Regions from separate parts of the Mus musculus genome. Here regions 2, 3 and 4 are each linked to region 1. The links are chromatin contacts, called in public Hi-C and HiChIP or PLAC-seq maps. All regions are on one chromosome and are shown on one strand. The core of a region is the stretch at or near the end of the contact, and the rest is flanking DNA. Distances in the headings are between cores, read along the strand shown. Region 1 overlaps Rad50 (RAD50 double strand break repair protein). Region 2 holds the start of Uqcrq (ubiquinol-cytochrome c reductase, complex III subunit VII). Region 3 holds the start of Shroom1 (shroom family member 1). Region 4 overlaps Gm12216 (predicted gene 12216).

What was found. Hi-C and Micro-C count contacts between places; a contact is called where the count stands out from the background. HiChIP or PLAC-seq counts read pairs in DNA pulled down with a chosen protein or histone mark.
Region 2: a BATF HiChIP or PLAC-seq map of CD8 T cells shows a contact between it and region 1, with 9 read pairs. The contact joins the promoter of Uqcrq here to the enhancer-like site in region 1. A contact is called at or near these places in 1 of 484 Hi-C or Micro-C datasets (erythroblasts), 8 of 115 datasets of contacts at active chromatin or transcription factors (the 230-238 cell line, CD8 T cells, the SCID.adh cell line and 4 more) and 3 of 9 other capture datasets (adipose tissue, liver and pancreatic islet).
Region 3: a contact with region 1 is called in a Hi-C map of bone marrow-derived macrophages, with 43 read pairs. The contact joins the promoter of Shroom1 here to the enhancer-like site in region 1. A contact is called at or near these places in 11 of 39 promoter capture datasets (the 3T3-L1 cell line, 3T3-L1-derived adipocytes, the C10 cell line and 7 more), 1 of 15 datasets of contacts at CTCF or cohesin (large pre-B cells), 5 of 484 Hi-C or Micro-C datasets (the G1E-ER4 cell line, the HPC-5 cell line, LSK cells and 1 more), 20 of 115 datasets of contacts at active chromatin or transcription factors (the NIH/3T3 cell line, bone marrow-derived macrophages, craniofacial prominence and 12 more) and 3 of 9 other capture datasets (adipose tissue, liver and pancreatic islet).
Region 4: a contact with region 1 is called in a BATF HiChIP or PLAC-seq map of CD8 T cells, with 6 read pairs. The contact joins two enhancer-like sites.

The regions. Positions count from the first base shown.
Region 1 is chr11:53,653,672-53,657,325 of GRCm38.p6, forward strand. Rad50 (RAD50 double strand break repair protein) reads right to left here. Exons shown (of 25, transcript NM_009012.2): 22 at 1,862-1,947; 23 at 1,206-1,348. Among named protein-coding and RNA genes, the nearest start is that of Il13, 21 kb to the left of the region's middle. Within about 2 kb of position 1,605, at least 51 of the 459 cell types and tissues checked have an H3K27ac peak or open chromatin away from gene starts, as enhancers often do. A contact at or near this core is called in CD8 T cells, the G1E-ER4 cell line, the HPC-7 cell line and 3 more, where this site is marked.
Region 2 is chr11:53,428,939-53,432,592 of GRCm38.p6, forward strand. Uqcrq (ubiquinol-cytochrome c reductase, complex III subunit VII) reads right to left here and starts at 1,893. Exons shown (of 2, transcript NM_025352.3): 1 at 1,598-1,893; 2 at 1-212. The coding sequence starts at 1,751. The coding sequence ends at 118. It also overlaps a transcript of Gdf9 not described here.
Region 3 is chr11:53,455,323-53,458,976 of GRCm38.p6, forward strand. Shroom1 (shroom family member 1) reads left to right here and starts at 1,883. Exons shown (of 8, transcript NM_027917.3): 1 at 1,883-2,019.
Region 4 is chr11:53,793,338-53,796,991 of GRCm38.p6, forward strand. All of the region lies in intron 3 of Gm12216 (predicted gene 12216), which reads right to left. Among named protein-coding and RNA genes, the nearest start is that of Irf1, 25 kb to the left of the region's middle. Within about 2 kb of position 2,049, at least 255 of the 459 cell types and tissues checked have an H3K27ac peak or open chromatin away from gene starts, as enhancers often do. A contact at or near this core is called in CD8 T cells, where this site is marked.

The sequences.
Region 1 (3,654 bases), core at 355-2,854:
TGCCTGGGTTGGCAGTAACGGGGATAATTATGCCAGTAATGTGACATCCTTCCCTAAGCCTGTGAAGTTTTATGAAAATCTGCTTTAATATGACAGCTCAGAATCCGCACTCTGTGTATGGTTAGCAGAAATCAAACATTCATGACCTTCCTGTGCTCCTGGGATGCAGGTCTCATGCTTTAGCCTTATTGAGACATCATTTCTCATCCTGACTTCCCCTGTACTCCAAACCTACATACTACCCCTCCTCCAGGAGCTTCATGTAGTGCCACTGTGTCTTATTTAAGTGGTAAGGGGCAGAAAGTCCCTATGATACCAAAGCTCTGACAGCAGATCTCTCTATTCAATGGTCTGAGGCCCAGCCCAAAGCTGTGCTGGGGAAATGGAGCTTAAGGCCCATGCAGGGGCTATATTCTCAGTGACACAGATTAGAATGTCTCCTAGTTTGCTGTGTTGTTTGTTCATCTGAATATGGCCCTCTGTAGCCCAGGCTGGGCTCACTCACTCTGTAGCCCAGGCTAACTGTGAACTTCTCTCTTGTCTCTACTTCCATGTGCTGGGATTATAGCCAAGTTTAGAGAGTGGTGGGGTCAACCCAAAGCCTGATCATGCTGGTCAAGCACTCTACCAACTTAGGCACGTCCTTCCCCCTACTAGTGTTATTTATGATTGGCAGTATAATTACTATTACTTCTGAGGTTCTGAGATGTTCCTGCCCATTGTTATACCAGAATGCATCTTTGGGGCCCATGAAACAGTGACTTTACTTTGAGGAATGCTGTGAAGTGAAAATGGGTTTGAGTAACTTTGACTCTTTTCCTTTTAAATATATTTATGTATGAGTGTTCGTCTTCCTGTATGACTGCATGACAGAAGAGGGGATCAGAGTCCATTGTAGAAGGTTGTGAACCACCATGTGGTTGCTAGGAATTGAACTTAGGACCTCTAAGAAAGGACAACCAGTGGTCTTAACCACTGAGCCATCTCTCCAGTCCCTTGACCCTTTTTTCTTAAAAGTGATCTTCAGAGGGCTACAGGGCATGTTGGCTGGCACCAGGATGGTGCACTGATGGTAGCCATGTCTGTCTCACAAGGTGGCCAGGAAGCTGTAGGAGCTTCTCGTTCATGTAATGGTCCTCTAAGACTTCTGTGACATCAGGGCCATCTTCCAGGCTAAGATGGCTCCCTAGATTGCTGATACCTGCCTTCTGTCCAGCACTGCATCGTCCACGCATGTCCAAGGCTGTGTCCCCCTTCAGCATCACCACTCGGTAGTTGTAATTTCGCCTTTTATCAGAAGCCGATACATTTTCATCAGCATCAGATCGAATTTCTATGTATTCAATATCTGAGACAGTAAGCAGAGTAATTTAGAGAACCTACACTACACCTTTGTCACTTAAACACATCGTCATAGAAGCCTGGGACGACAGTGAGTCTGATGTCCTTAGGAGCACTGGCTGCCTTGCAAACTCTCTGGCCAGGAAGACTCAGATCATGTGGTCTGCCCAGATGCAGCCTGGATGGCCCACCCCCGCCTGGGCCCAGCTCTTTTCTAAGAGTTTCCTTTGGGTACTTTTCTTATCACACTTGGGCCTATCCCTATCTGCGCTTTCACAGAACCCATTATGTCATCAGCTAAATGTGTCTGCTGCAGCCAATATGAGTCGTACAGGGCTTTGGAAGAGAAACTGCATTTTCATTTTGTTGTAAGATGTTGCAAAGATAAGAATTCTTAGAAAACTCTCAAAGACTTGCTCAGGAAGGGGTTTGAGAAGGCAAAGCTGGCAACTAAGGTCATACAGGAGAGGCTGTGGGCAGAGCTTTGGAACAAGCATTTGAGACACACCATGTTAGTTACCTTGCCCACGATAGGTACTCCGCCAAAGATCACGAATAATTTTGTTGATTTCTTCCATTTTCATACTGTGAAATTTCATAATTGCTCTGGAAAAAGGAAGTCAGTTTTACTTAATACAATATGTACTATTTATATGAAAGACATAACTATGTAGTAGTATATGCTAAATTATATATGAATATGTATACTAATAATGATAATAATATCACTGCCCTAGTACTTTTTTTTTTAAAGATTTATTTATTTATTATATGTAAGTACACTGTAGCTGTCTTCACACACTCCAGAAGAGGGCGTCAGATCTTGTTAGGATGGTTGTGAGCCACCATGTGTTTGCTGGGATTTGAACTCAGGACCTTTGGAAGAGCAGTTGGTGCTCTTAACCGCAAAACCATCTCTCCAGACCCCTAGTACTTTTAATTAGAAAAGTAGACTATGGAAAGGTCTAGAAAAAAGTTAAACAGGACCAAGCAGTGCCATTTCCCTGGTATTGAGAACTGCCAGGCCCCAAGTTGTCACGCATCTCCGTCTTTTCCTCTGGCATCCAAGGACTTCTTAAAGTACTCAGAAGCTGCAAGGGTTGAGTGTGGTGGTACACACACATACACACCTTTAATCCTGCACTCAGGAGGCAGAGGCCAGCCTGGTCTACACAGTAAATTCCCTAAAGCTATACAGTGAAACCCTGTCTAAAAACAAATCCCCAGAACCTTTTAGAAAATAAATCTTTAACAGACTTCTTTCCTAGGCCCTAAGATCACAATGGAGAGGGATTGGGGGGCAGCCTCTCCAGAACTGGCAAGAGGCCTGTTGCGGGCAGACCTATGTGCTAAGGCTGAGGGTGTAGCTAGCCAGAGGTTCTTGTCGCAGAACAAAGTAAAGTCTCTGGAACTGCTGTCTGGCCATTCTAGAATTTTTATTTCTCTTTGAGACAAGGGTCTCTACAGGCTGTCCTCTAGATCAAGCTGGCCTTGAACTCAGAGATCCACCTGATTCTGATTCATGAGTGTTGGGACTAAAGGTGTGTGCCACCATGCACCGTGGCCAGTTTTTCTAGAATTGCTAAGGTTCATCAAAAGCCAGCCCCTTCTACCTTTTATTTTTTAGATCTGTGAATTTTACCAACCCGAAGGCATCTGTGGCTCAAAAGGAGGCCTTGACTTAGAAGCCTGACTCTCTCATCAGTCACCAGGGCTAGTACCAGTGTGCACTAACCTCCACAGGCCTACCCTTACTTCAATTCTCTTTTAAAGCAGTAGTCTCTAGACACTGAAAGAAGAAATGCTTGTGAAAGCCAAAGCTTCCTGTTAAACCTGAACACCATGCCTGCCCTAGCTACCTCAGCTCTCAGGAGACAGGACTAACAAAGTCACTCCAGTGGTAGGAAGGCAAGTTTCACAGCTATCACCATGCAAAGGATGTGCGCGGACTCCCTTCCATTTGCTGGCCTCTTATCTGATATATACAAAAAAAGAAACTAAACGTAATGCCGCTGCCTCTGTACAATCATTCCGTGATCTTCTGGTCACCAGCCAAAGAGAAAGAAATGACTCAACATAAATACGTCTAAGTATCAGATGCAGGCTGCTGAAACAGTAAGCCTGGAGAAGCCTCTCTGCTTCACCAGGTCTCCATTTTCTAACCCACGCTCATCTCTGCCTGATACTTTATGCTTCTTTCATAAAGTGTAGACAAACCAGCTATTATTTTCTTAAAAAGGGAAAATGGTAACAAAAAGTATTTCACAGAATGTTTCGAGAACCAATCATATGTGAAGATTACTTTTCCAAAGC
Region 2 (3,654 bases), core at 643-3,142, 220 kb before region 1:
ACAAAGTCACAAAGGGAAGTCCATAAGTAGTTTATTGTCTTCAAGACTACAGTGTGGATTCCTCTCCCAGAGAAGGGTCTTTCAGAGGCAGGGGACTGTCACCCAGGTGCAGGCCGTCTACTTGTCATTTTCATACATGGCTGGATTCTTCCTTTTCGACTGCTCAAACTCCTGGTTGCCCCATGTGTAGATCAGGTAGACCACTACAAACGCTGTAGGGATCAAGAGAGGAAGCCATGAGTACAGACATTTTAAAAAGTTTCTATTTTATTATTATTGTGTGTGTGGGGGGGGGAGGGGTTTACATGCATGTCTGATCATACATATGCATGTAGCTCCCTGGGGGCAAGAAGATGTTAGGTGCCCTGGAACTGGAGTTATATAGATGGCTGTGAGCCACCATGTGGGTGCTGGGAGGAACCACACTGGGTCATTTACATGAACAGGCACCTGTACCACAACCACCAGTGCCCCAGCTCTCTGGCTTTTTTTTTTTTTTTTCCTTTTTTGATATGGCCTCCTTGAGTGGACAGACAGACCTCAAACAAGAGATCCACCCACCTCTGTCAGTCCATGTCCTCCTTTCTGACTTTCAACCAATTCTGCCTGTCCTTCTACTGTCCCTAGCTTCAACTGTTTGTTTGGTTTTGGAGAAAGGGTTTCTTTCTCTGTGTAAGCCTGGCTGTCCATGAACTCAGGGATCTGCCTGCCTCTGCCTCCTAAGCACTGGGATTAAAGGCATGCGTGCGTGCTGTGGCTCAGGGCATACCGAGGTGACTAAGGGAGTAAGAGAATGGCAAATCCCTCAGGACTTAAGTCACAGATGATTGTAAGCCACCATATGGGTGCTAGGAATGGAATCTGGATCTTCTGAAAGAGCAGGAAAGATGTTGAACCATCCCCAGCCCTAAGTTTCTGTTGCTGTATTAAGACAAGCTCACAGTATAAGGCCCTTGCTGGTCTAGAACTCCCTCAAAACTACATAGATCCACCTGCTTCTGTCTCAGGATTGCTGGGGATTAAATGTAGACACCATTATGACCAGAAACTACTTTTAATAAGAGGTTCAAAATGGTTATAGTACACAACCATTTTATAAGCAACCAAAACAAAGATATCAGCCCAGGAAGATGTGGCCTTCGCTTTCCTAGTTAACACCAAATTAAAAAAAAAAAAATCACGGAATTTACCTAACATAATCTTCACCATTTTAAAAAGTACTGTTGTGCTGGCGCATGCCTACAATTCCAGCCAACAGTCCCGAGGAGAGGGCAGTAAAATCTCAAGTTTAAGGCCAGCCTGGCTTCTACAGCAAGATCGGGCCTCAACCTCTCCATCAAATTTAAGTGCACCTTCACGGATATTCACAATGCCATGAAACCGACAGCAAAATCGGCCGCACATCTAACACAAGACACTGATTGCATCAGCCTTTCATCACAGATAGTGGCCAGCGATGACCTCAGAGGGAGCCGTTGGAGTCACCCAAGTGACCTTAGGCCAGTCATTTCGATATGATAAGAACTCCTCCACGTCTGCCCCGCGAGGGCGTCGGAAGGAGAGGTGCGCGGCTGTACCCCGCCCGCCCCGCACTCACGCGGCGCCACGCGCAGGATGCGCTCGCGAGTGCGGCGCAGCACGTTGGGGATGCCTTTGCTGAAATAGCTTGGGAAGGCGCGCTGCTCAAAGGGCGACAAGCTGTAGGAGATCACGTGCCGTATCCGCGCCAGGTTCCCAAACTCGCGGCCCATGGTGACGGCGGCCCTGGGACAGAAGATAGACGCGTGGCTCAGTCTCGCGAAAAACCTCCCACGGCCTAACACCGACCCCCAGGATCGGTCACCTCTACCTCCAGAGCTCTGAGCCGGCTTTCGCCCGTCACTTCCGGGAGGAGCGGAAGCCGAGCCTAGAGAACGTGAAGTCATTTCCGGGAACTACCATTTTCTTTCGATCTCAAGGGGGAGACTCAAAAAAAAAATTGTCAGTTGACCTGAGTGGGCGTGGCCTGACCTTCGTGTAGCCGGAAAGGACCAGTACCAAGAGGGCTGGGCGGAGCTTAGAGGCGCTTCTAGCGACACGTGGGTGGGGCTTATAGAGGTGCTTGTGGGCTTACGGTAAGTAGTGAACGCACGGGAGAGGTTGATGTTGCCAAGGGGCGGGGCTTGAAGAGGAATGGTGGCTTGGTGGGAGGGGTGCCAAGCAAGTGGGCGGGGCTTATTAGCCACCCTGGGGATCTTAGGTGGATACGTCCGTAAGGTCCCCCGTCGAGAGGTGCACGGGGCGGGGCCTATAGGTGCATGGGGCGCGGATTAGGGTGATGGGCGTGGCTTAGGAGCACCTGGGTGTTCCAAGAGGCGGTCCTTTCCGCTCAGTACCAGGCCTTTGCATAACAGCCGGCAGCTGCTCAAAAATTAAAAAGAAAAAACAAAAAGACTTGTTCTCCTCGTTCTTCTGCTGTCCCTTACTCTCCACCAGGTATATGTGGTCCTCATAACCAAAAGGGCCTTCACTGACCACAGTACAAAATTAAGGACACGGATCTAGAGCTTTGGTACACACTGCCTAGCAAGCCACTGGCAGGCTGTAGACTTGTCCAAGATGTGACATAAACGTTTCTCCCAGTTCAGCCACGAACGAGTGTGGCAGTTGTCAGACGCACATAGTGGTGATGGGAGCCAAGGAGAAAGTGGTGGGTTTGGGCTGAGTGTGTCATCAAACCCAGACCCCACTCTCTAAGGAACTGTTATGTTTTCTCTAAAGTGCATTCATTCTCCTAGCTAATATTATCCTGTGGGACTCACCGCCCTTTCTCCTCCTCTCAGTGGCTGTAAATGGGTTAACTGGCTGTAAATAATCTGGCAATCAAACTGGGGCAGTTTGGCGGTGAGCTTCAGTTTTGCAAGAGTACTTCAGCCTTATCTATCTGGTGCTGGGCAAACTGATTTTTTTTTTATCCTGTGTCATTAGTGTGTTTTGACTTTCTCCCAAGAGATAGTCTCCTTCCAAGGGGTGCTAGATAGCCTTTCATGGTGCACCTGCACATTCTCCCCCCCACCTCCACCCTGCCCCCATTTTCCTTAAACATTATCTAGCTTGATCTCACCTCCAAGGCCGGGACACAAATACTTTAATCAAGGACTAAAACACTGTCCTGATTTCTGCCATCTGGGTGGTTGGTTAAAGAATAAATACGATGTCTATTTAATTGCATTTGCTGATGTCTCAAGATTTTTCAACCAAAGTATAGTCAAGTGAATTGTAGACCAAAACAAGGGCATCAGGATATTGTACTGTCACTACATTTTAAAATATGTATTTGGTATGTAAGTGCTAGGGGTGTAGGTCAGAAGACGAGCTGTAGAAGTCTCTTCTCCCTTTTTCTCTGTGGATCACAGGGGTTGAAGTTAGGCCTTTAGGACTGGATGACTTTTGGTCGTTAGGCTTGGCGGCAAGTTGCTATCTTGCCATTCCAGCTAGATATTGTGGCTTTTTTTTAATTGTTTATTTTCATTTTATAATGGGTGTTTTGTATTCCTAAGGATGCCCGAGAAAGGCATTGGCTCCCCTGGAAGTGGAGCTATAAATGGTTGTTCTAAGAAGAGCAACCAGTGCCCTTAACTGCCAGGTCATCCATCATCTTTCTGGCCCCAAGAC
Region 3 (3,654 bases), core at 633-3,132, 200 kb before region 1:
GCCTCACAAACCACTGCACAAGGCACACACGGAACATTCTGTACCAGTGAGGATCAGGACACAACCAGGACTGTCATCAGATCGGACACACACAAAACATAAACACAGTCCACAGAATGGGCAAATGATTCCATCTGGGATACTGAGTGACTTTTCTCAAACCGTTGCTTTTGCAACTAGTTTCTCTCTCCCTCTCACCAACCCCCTCCCTCTGCCTGTCTCTGTCTCTGTCTCTGTCTCTGACTCTGTCTCTGTCTCTGTCTCTGTCTCTGTCTCTTTCATTTGTATATGGTAGACTGGAGAGACAACTGAATGGTTAGGAACACTTGCTATCCCAATAGAGGATCTAGGTTTGGTTCCCAGCTTCCATGTGGCAGCTGTCTGAAACTCTAGATTCAGGCCAGCCTAGGCTATGTAAGGAGACTTACATAAAAATGAGAATCTAGATGTCTCTCCTCTTCTGTGGCTCTGTGCTTTCTGAGACTTGGGCAAGTTCTCCAGAGTCCTCAAATGGACAGACTTTTACAGAGTTGGAGTCACAGAGCTTGCTGACCATGAGACGAATGGGCAGTGGGGCAGTGGGCAAAGTGCTTGCCACTCAAACATGAGGAGCTGAGCTTGGGTCTGCAGTAGCTAAGGGAAAAGCTAGGTGCCACAGCTTACATTGTTACCCAGTGCAGGGGACATGTGGTGTGTGTGTGTGTGTGTGTGTGTGTGTGTGTGTGTGTGTGTGTGTGTGTGTAGGCAGACTCATGGAGTTGGCTGGCCAGCTAGTCTAGCCAAATTGATGACTTCTGTGTGAGACCTTGTTTCAAAAAATAAGGTGTAGAAATGATAGAATAAAATACCCAATAGTATCTGGGCAGTGTTGGCGCACACCTTTGATCCCAACACTTGGGAGGCAGAGACAGGCGGATTTCTGAGTTTGAGGCCAGCCTGGTCTACAAAGTAAGTTCCAGGATAGCCAGGGCTATACAGAGAAACCCTGTCTTGAAAAATCAAAAACGGAAAAAAAAAAAAAAAAGAAAAAGAAAAGAAAAGACCCAATCTCGAGAGGTACACATGCATACACCACACACACAGAGAATGAGGACCAGGTGGCACCGGTCATCTGAGCTGAAAAAAAGACTCCAGCACTCAGGATGTACAGACGGGAGTTTAGGAGTTCAAAGTCTTTACCAAAAGGTGAAGACCCCACTCCTAGTAGCAGATTCGAGCACATAAGTTCAGGGCTCCGTTCGGTGTGGGTCTGGTGGAGGGAGCTATGGGAAGCGAGGAGACAAAGACAGGAGAGGAGAGCCTGTGGAAAGAGTCCAGTAGGTGGCATGGTTTTGGAAATGTGGGTCTGAAGAGCAGAGTTGATCAGGTAGCCAGCCATCTAAAGCACACTCAGAGGGAGAGAGAGCATGAGGCAGGAACTCCAGGCACATCTGTTTTCATCGTGGAGTTTAAGAGAACCGGCCGGGAGAGATGGTCCAGTGGATAAATGTTCATGTCACCAAACCAGATCTTCACAGTTGGAATCTAGTACTCCACAGGGTGGAAGAAAAGTACCGACTTCTCCACAAGGGAGCTTCCCCCATTACTTACTTCCCAAATTATTAAGTAAATAAATAAATGTAATTTTTTTAAAGGTTAAAAGAAGAAGAAGAAAGGAAGGTGAGCCTTTGTTGCCTCCGGGAGGGTTTGACCTCCGCACTGAGGAGCCTGCTGGTCCATAAGTCTTGCCTGCGGATCCGGCAGTGCTTGGAGGATTTCGATCGCCCTCCGGCTCGAGTTCTCTGCGGTGGTTAGAGGTCCAGGGCCGGGGACTAGGGCCACGTACAGAATCGCAAGAGGAAGGGGCGCGGCTCCCGCAGCCCTGCCGCCACTCCAGACTCCGGCCCCTCCTCGGCCGGAGGTGGCGCCTCCCCTGCTGCGGCCGGAGACTGGAGGTGGCGTCGGGAGCTGGAGCCCAGGGCTCGGATGTCACTGAGGGATCGCCGGCGCCCTGAAGTGCGTCTCGGGCTGGAGCCACAGGTACGCAGCGGGACCGGGTGAGGGGACACACAGCGCGTGGTCCACAGATCTGCTTCCCAAAAGGGAGACAAGGACGGGAGGGTCGGGGCGGCGACAGCGGTGGCCGCGAAGCAGCCTGACTGACCGTCATTCTGTCTGGACCTTCCGACCCGGAGTCCAGACCGGCCGCGCCAGTGGAATCGGGCCCCTGCGCACCTTTACTCTCGGCCAGGCCTGGCAGGGGACAGAGCTGTCCAGGTGGCCCAGCTGTTGCAGGGACGCAATGTACACAGTGGCGTCCGTCTCAGGACCCTCTGTTCTTGAGCTTCGATTGCTGGAGAATCCGGGTCCCTCCCAATCCCCCGATCTTCCCGGACCGTGAACCCCACTGAAAAGGCCTAGAAATGCACTGATCAGAGGCCACCCGCTCTCCTAGTGTTCCAAGCGCCTCTTTCCTCACCTCTTTGTGTGGTTCTGCTGCCCCTTGTGGTCCCCAGGGCTTAGCTTTTGCCCTGGGGTATGTGCTGTACCCATGGCAGTGACCATCTTTACCTAGGTGTCATTCACCCTCTGCTTTTTCTACACCTCCTGGAACCTGCGTCTCACAGAGTCTGCCCAAGACCAGCAGAGACTGTATAACCAGCTACTATGTTGTAAAATAGATGTCTCACAGGGGTGCAATGTCACCCATAGCTTTGGAGACTAGAAAAGAGAACCAAGGAGTTTGCCTGAAAGCTCACCCATCAGACCTAGCCTGGAATGCTAGGATTTAAGATCTGAGCATTGAACCCTGAACCTCTGACTCTAAGGAGAGTCAGGGAGTGCAGTTAACAGCCCTCCAGGTACTGAGGGAAGGCTGGAGGCAAGGAAAGGCCTGCACAGGTCCTCACAGGAAGACAGATGGGAGGTGGCCCTTGAGAGGACTGTTTCATTCCCGATTAGCTCGGAGCTTGACTTTTCTCCAGTGCCTCTCCTGTTCCCTGACCTGGACTTACATGTGTTGCCTTGGTCTGGTTTTGCCCACTGAAAATTGTCTTTATCAAATTTCCCAACAAACCTTGCCTGAAGTCCCACGTCTGGTTGCTTGCCTGGGTCCACCTTCACTCGAGATTCAGCCCCCAGTGCCAGCTTCATCCTTCAGGTCTGGTGTTTCCACCCTCAAGAGCCCTAGTTCTGAGCCCCGAGCCCCCTTATTCCTTTGTCAGGTAACAAGTACCTTCCTCCACAGCCAGGATCCCAGCCTATTTTTCTAGCAGACTCTACTGCAATCCCCGCTCCGGGGACAAATGTCAAAATTCTGTGTTGTTTGTCCTGAGGCTCCAAGGCCCTGGTGGCACAGCAAGCCCTACAAAGGGCACAATATGGGAATCCTGCATGGACAGAGACCCCATGTAATAGCACCCCTTAGATAAGTTAGGGGCAATAAGAAAACAGATATATGTACGTGTTTAATGGCTCATTATAAATTGGCGTTTTCATTAATGACTTTAATGTGTGTGTGTGTTAGTATAAGCATGAGTGTCACAGCGTGTTATGGACATCAGAGGGGAACTTTCAGGAGTCCATTGTCACCTTCCACATGGTGAATGTCTTAGTTAGGGTTTTACTGCTGTGAACAGACACCGTGACCAAGGCAACTCTTATAAGGACAACATT
Region 4 (3,654 bases), core at 799-3,298, 140 kb after region 1:
CCCCAAAACATATGGCTCACAACTTGGACACTGTATCCATACTTTGGTCTGTCTTGGGCTCCCTATCTGGGGAGACCAGATGTGTGTTGCCTCTCCAAATGGGAAGTTTTATCACACAACAAAACTTGCCAGGGTAAAAGGGTCAGACTATGGCAAGAAAAGATTCGGAGGAGTGGGACTTTGAAATTATAAGGTATTTGCATTTTCATCTTAAATTTTTTTCTTTGCATTTATTTATTTATTTTTGTCAGGGTGTAGGAGATTGTGCCATGGCATATACATGTGGAGATCAGAGGACAGGTGGAAGTCAGTTCTCTTCTCCTCCCGTGTAGGTACCAGCTATAGAATTTATCATCAGGCTTGGTGGCTGATGCCTTTAATCAGTGCTATCTCACTGCCTCTCCCAAATATATATATATAAAGTTTTTATTTGTGTGTGTGCGTGCGCGCACGCACACGTGCATGCATGTACATGTGCGTGTATCCACAGAGGCCACAAGAGAAGTTACAAGCAGTTGTGGATGTTGGGAAGGAACTTGCGTCCTCTGCAAGAGCAGCAAGTGCTTCCTAGCACTGAGCCAGGCCTCAGCCTCTTCAGTTTTACTTTTGGTCTAGAAAGTGGTCCTTAGGGAGGCGGTGCTCTAACCCCGCAGCAGCGCTGTCTGGGTAGAGGAGGAATGGCTGCTCTTTTACTTTGACTCTTTCCTTTCTGAACCCTTCGGCCTGGCCTGCCAGTCCTGTTTCCCCTGGCTCCCACAGGCTAGCACCTCTTTGGTGGCCTTCTGTCTGCTCCTCACACTGGTGGTGCAGTTGGGTGGGGGATGGGAAGAAGTCCAGAAGAGGAAGTGGAGACCAAATACCAGAGAGAGGCACAGCGGAATCTGGTTCCCAAACCTCAATGTTTGAGCAGCATACTCCTTGGAGGACCATGTGGGACCCTTGGGAGGCCTGTTGGGGGGATGCCCAGGTCACCCTGCTGAGGTATGTGTGTATGTATGTATATATATAGTCAGACAATCTACTGCTTGGCACCAGGTTCCCCAGGCATACGTCACATGTGCAGACTTCATCTTAATCCCCCTTATGTCAGAACGCTGAGTGGCTGAGCCAGAGACACTCGGTACAGTACAGTGGCCAACAGCATGGGATCTGGAGCTATCTAAATTGAGATTAAAGTGTGACTTATAACTTTGGGTCAGTCCTTACTTTCTTCAGCCTCGGTTTCTGTATAAAAGAGGGGTAACAGGGTTACTGATTCAAAGGCATCTCATATAGAAAGAGTCTAGCTCAGTGCCTGGCACAAAGGAAAATGAGCTGAACCAAAATGGTAACTACTGTGGAGTTCAGGCTGGAAGCCCGGGCAGGGGGTAGAGGGCCTGTCTCCGCAAGCTGGGCTCTGGCCACTGCACAGATGGTGTTGGTCAGTATCTGTGTGATGATTCAGGAGGTTTGGACTCTGAAACTCACAGGGCCGGCAGAGTTCCGCCCCGCCCCACCCCACCCCCGCTTGTCCACCTTTGTTCATAACACGGTCCCTTTCTGCGGTGCTCTGAAGGGCAATGATTTCAGGCAGAGGAACCTCTGTGCATGTGGAAACAGCAGCCCGCCTCTCATGGCAGCCGCGGCAGCCAATGGGCAGTGAAGACTGTTGCTAGGGTCACTGTGAACCTTATTTGGTGACACGGGGCTGACCGTGCGTTCACCTCTGAGAACCCTGAGAAACACCAACCACAGCTCAGCACTATGAACGTCTCAAAACCACAGCTGCATTTCCTCCAAGAGAAGACTCGACTCTCCCCCTTCCTGTCTCCCTGGACCATCAAGACCGTGGCACTCAGTCGCAAGACAGAAGAGCCTGCTGCAGACTAATGTCGAGCAGGCTTAGTGGCAAGAAGGCAGACACTAGCCCGTGGCAGCTCAGAAGTCCGGACCCAGAGAGGACCAATCTTCCATCCTCAAACATGGCAGCTGCACCGTCTATGCCCCACTCCCCTACTCCCGCACTCCCCCCACAAACACACCCAAAAGGTCTGCTCCTTGCCTCACTTCCTGCAGCCCTGGGAAGCCTGCTGGTGAGACAGAGACAGGCAGAGGCAGGCAGGGAGGGAGGAAGTGGGCTGCCCCTGGGCCCTCACCATCTGCACTGGCCACATCGTCTTCAGCCCAGGCCAGGCCACAGTTCAAACGGTTGGCAGTTTGAGTTTGTCACCTTCCTCTGCTAAGACTTCTAACTTCACATTAAATAAATGAAGCTATTGTCCTATCCTAGACAAACATTGGAAGGAAGATGAGGTGGCAGGCCCCTCATGTTTACCCTGCTCTGTGTGTTTGGGAGATGTATTCATAGTAATAACTGCTCTAAGCTAGGGTAACAACAGGGTACACACACACACACACACACACACACACACACACACACACACACGAAGGCACAATTTAATAAATTTTTTTTTTAAATCGCTCATTTCCCCAACCTTTTAGCTCCTACGTGACGCAATGAAAATGGCTTTTCTTCTGGTCCTTCTGGAGTCAAGTGTCCTTGTGTCTGTGGAATGGGCTACGTGACGTCCAGCTGTTTAGATAAGGGGGCAGAGACAGAGCTATGTTGAATGTGCCACAGGAGGTTTAACCACATGACCAATCCCCACCCCCAACCTAGAATCCTGTAGATACTGGAGACAGTCCAAGTATTCCATGACCTGGGGCTAGAGACTGGAAACTGCAGACTCGGGGTATCTGTCACCACCACAGCGTCACATGAAGGTCTGGGAAGACTTGTAGACACCAGAGCCCCTGAGGCAATAGTAGTCTTGAGGGAGCATCATAAGGACTCCACACTGAGTGTGTACTTGGCAGCACGGGGACGTAACATAAGCCTCACAGACAAAGTCTAAGCCGCAAAGGAGTGCAGTTCACTGAAAGAGGCAGATGCTGGGTATGTTAGCATATAGCTAGCTAGCAAAGGCAAGGTAAAGAGAAGGTGCAGTTTAGTTTCAAGCGGCCTTAACCTAAGGGATGTATGTGTAGGGCTGGAGGGATCTGAGCAGCTCTTCCCGGAGGAGGAGACATTTCAGATGAGATGAAGGGTAGGGTGGAGTCAGCAGGTCAATTTGTAGCTCTTTTGCGCTGAATTCTCTCCTGTATCCTAATTTTGTCAGGAAATCTGTTATCTGTCTGAAGGCTGACCTGCTGGATTACCCAGGCTGCCATCGTGTGTGTACCCTGGAACTCGTGTGTATCTGTAGAGGTGGAGTTAGAGGAGCTGAGCCCAGGATTCCTGATCTTTGACCCCCAGTTAGATTGTGTGAGTGCCTCCTGGCTCATGGGGACATCCAGGCAGGCGGTGGGAGTGAAGGCAGCCCCACTCCCACCCCAGGCAGTGTTGGAAATGGCACACGAAGCCACGTTATGGATTGACAACCCAGCCACCCTCACTGAGCATGCGCCTTTCTCCCTTGGGAACTCTTCCTTGTGGAAGAGAGCCTGGCGCCCTGCAGGATGTGAGGCTTTGATTTTTCCAGTTTCATTTTCCAGTTTCAATTCAGAAGCTGTTCTGCCAGCTTTCTGCTTGCCTTGGTCCCCAGGGCTCTGGAGAAGCTGCCAAGAGGAAGCCGTCCAGCCAGCACCCTGCTCCCGGGGGGTTCCCTGAGGGCA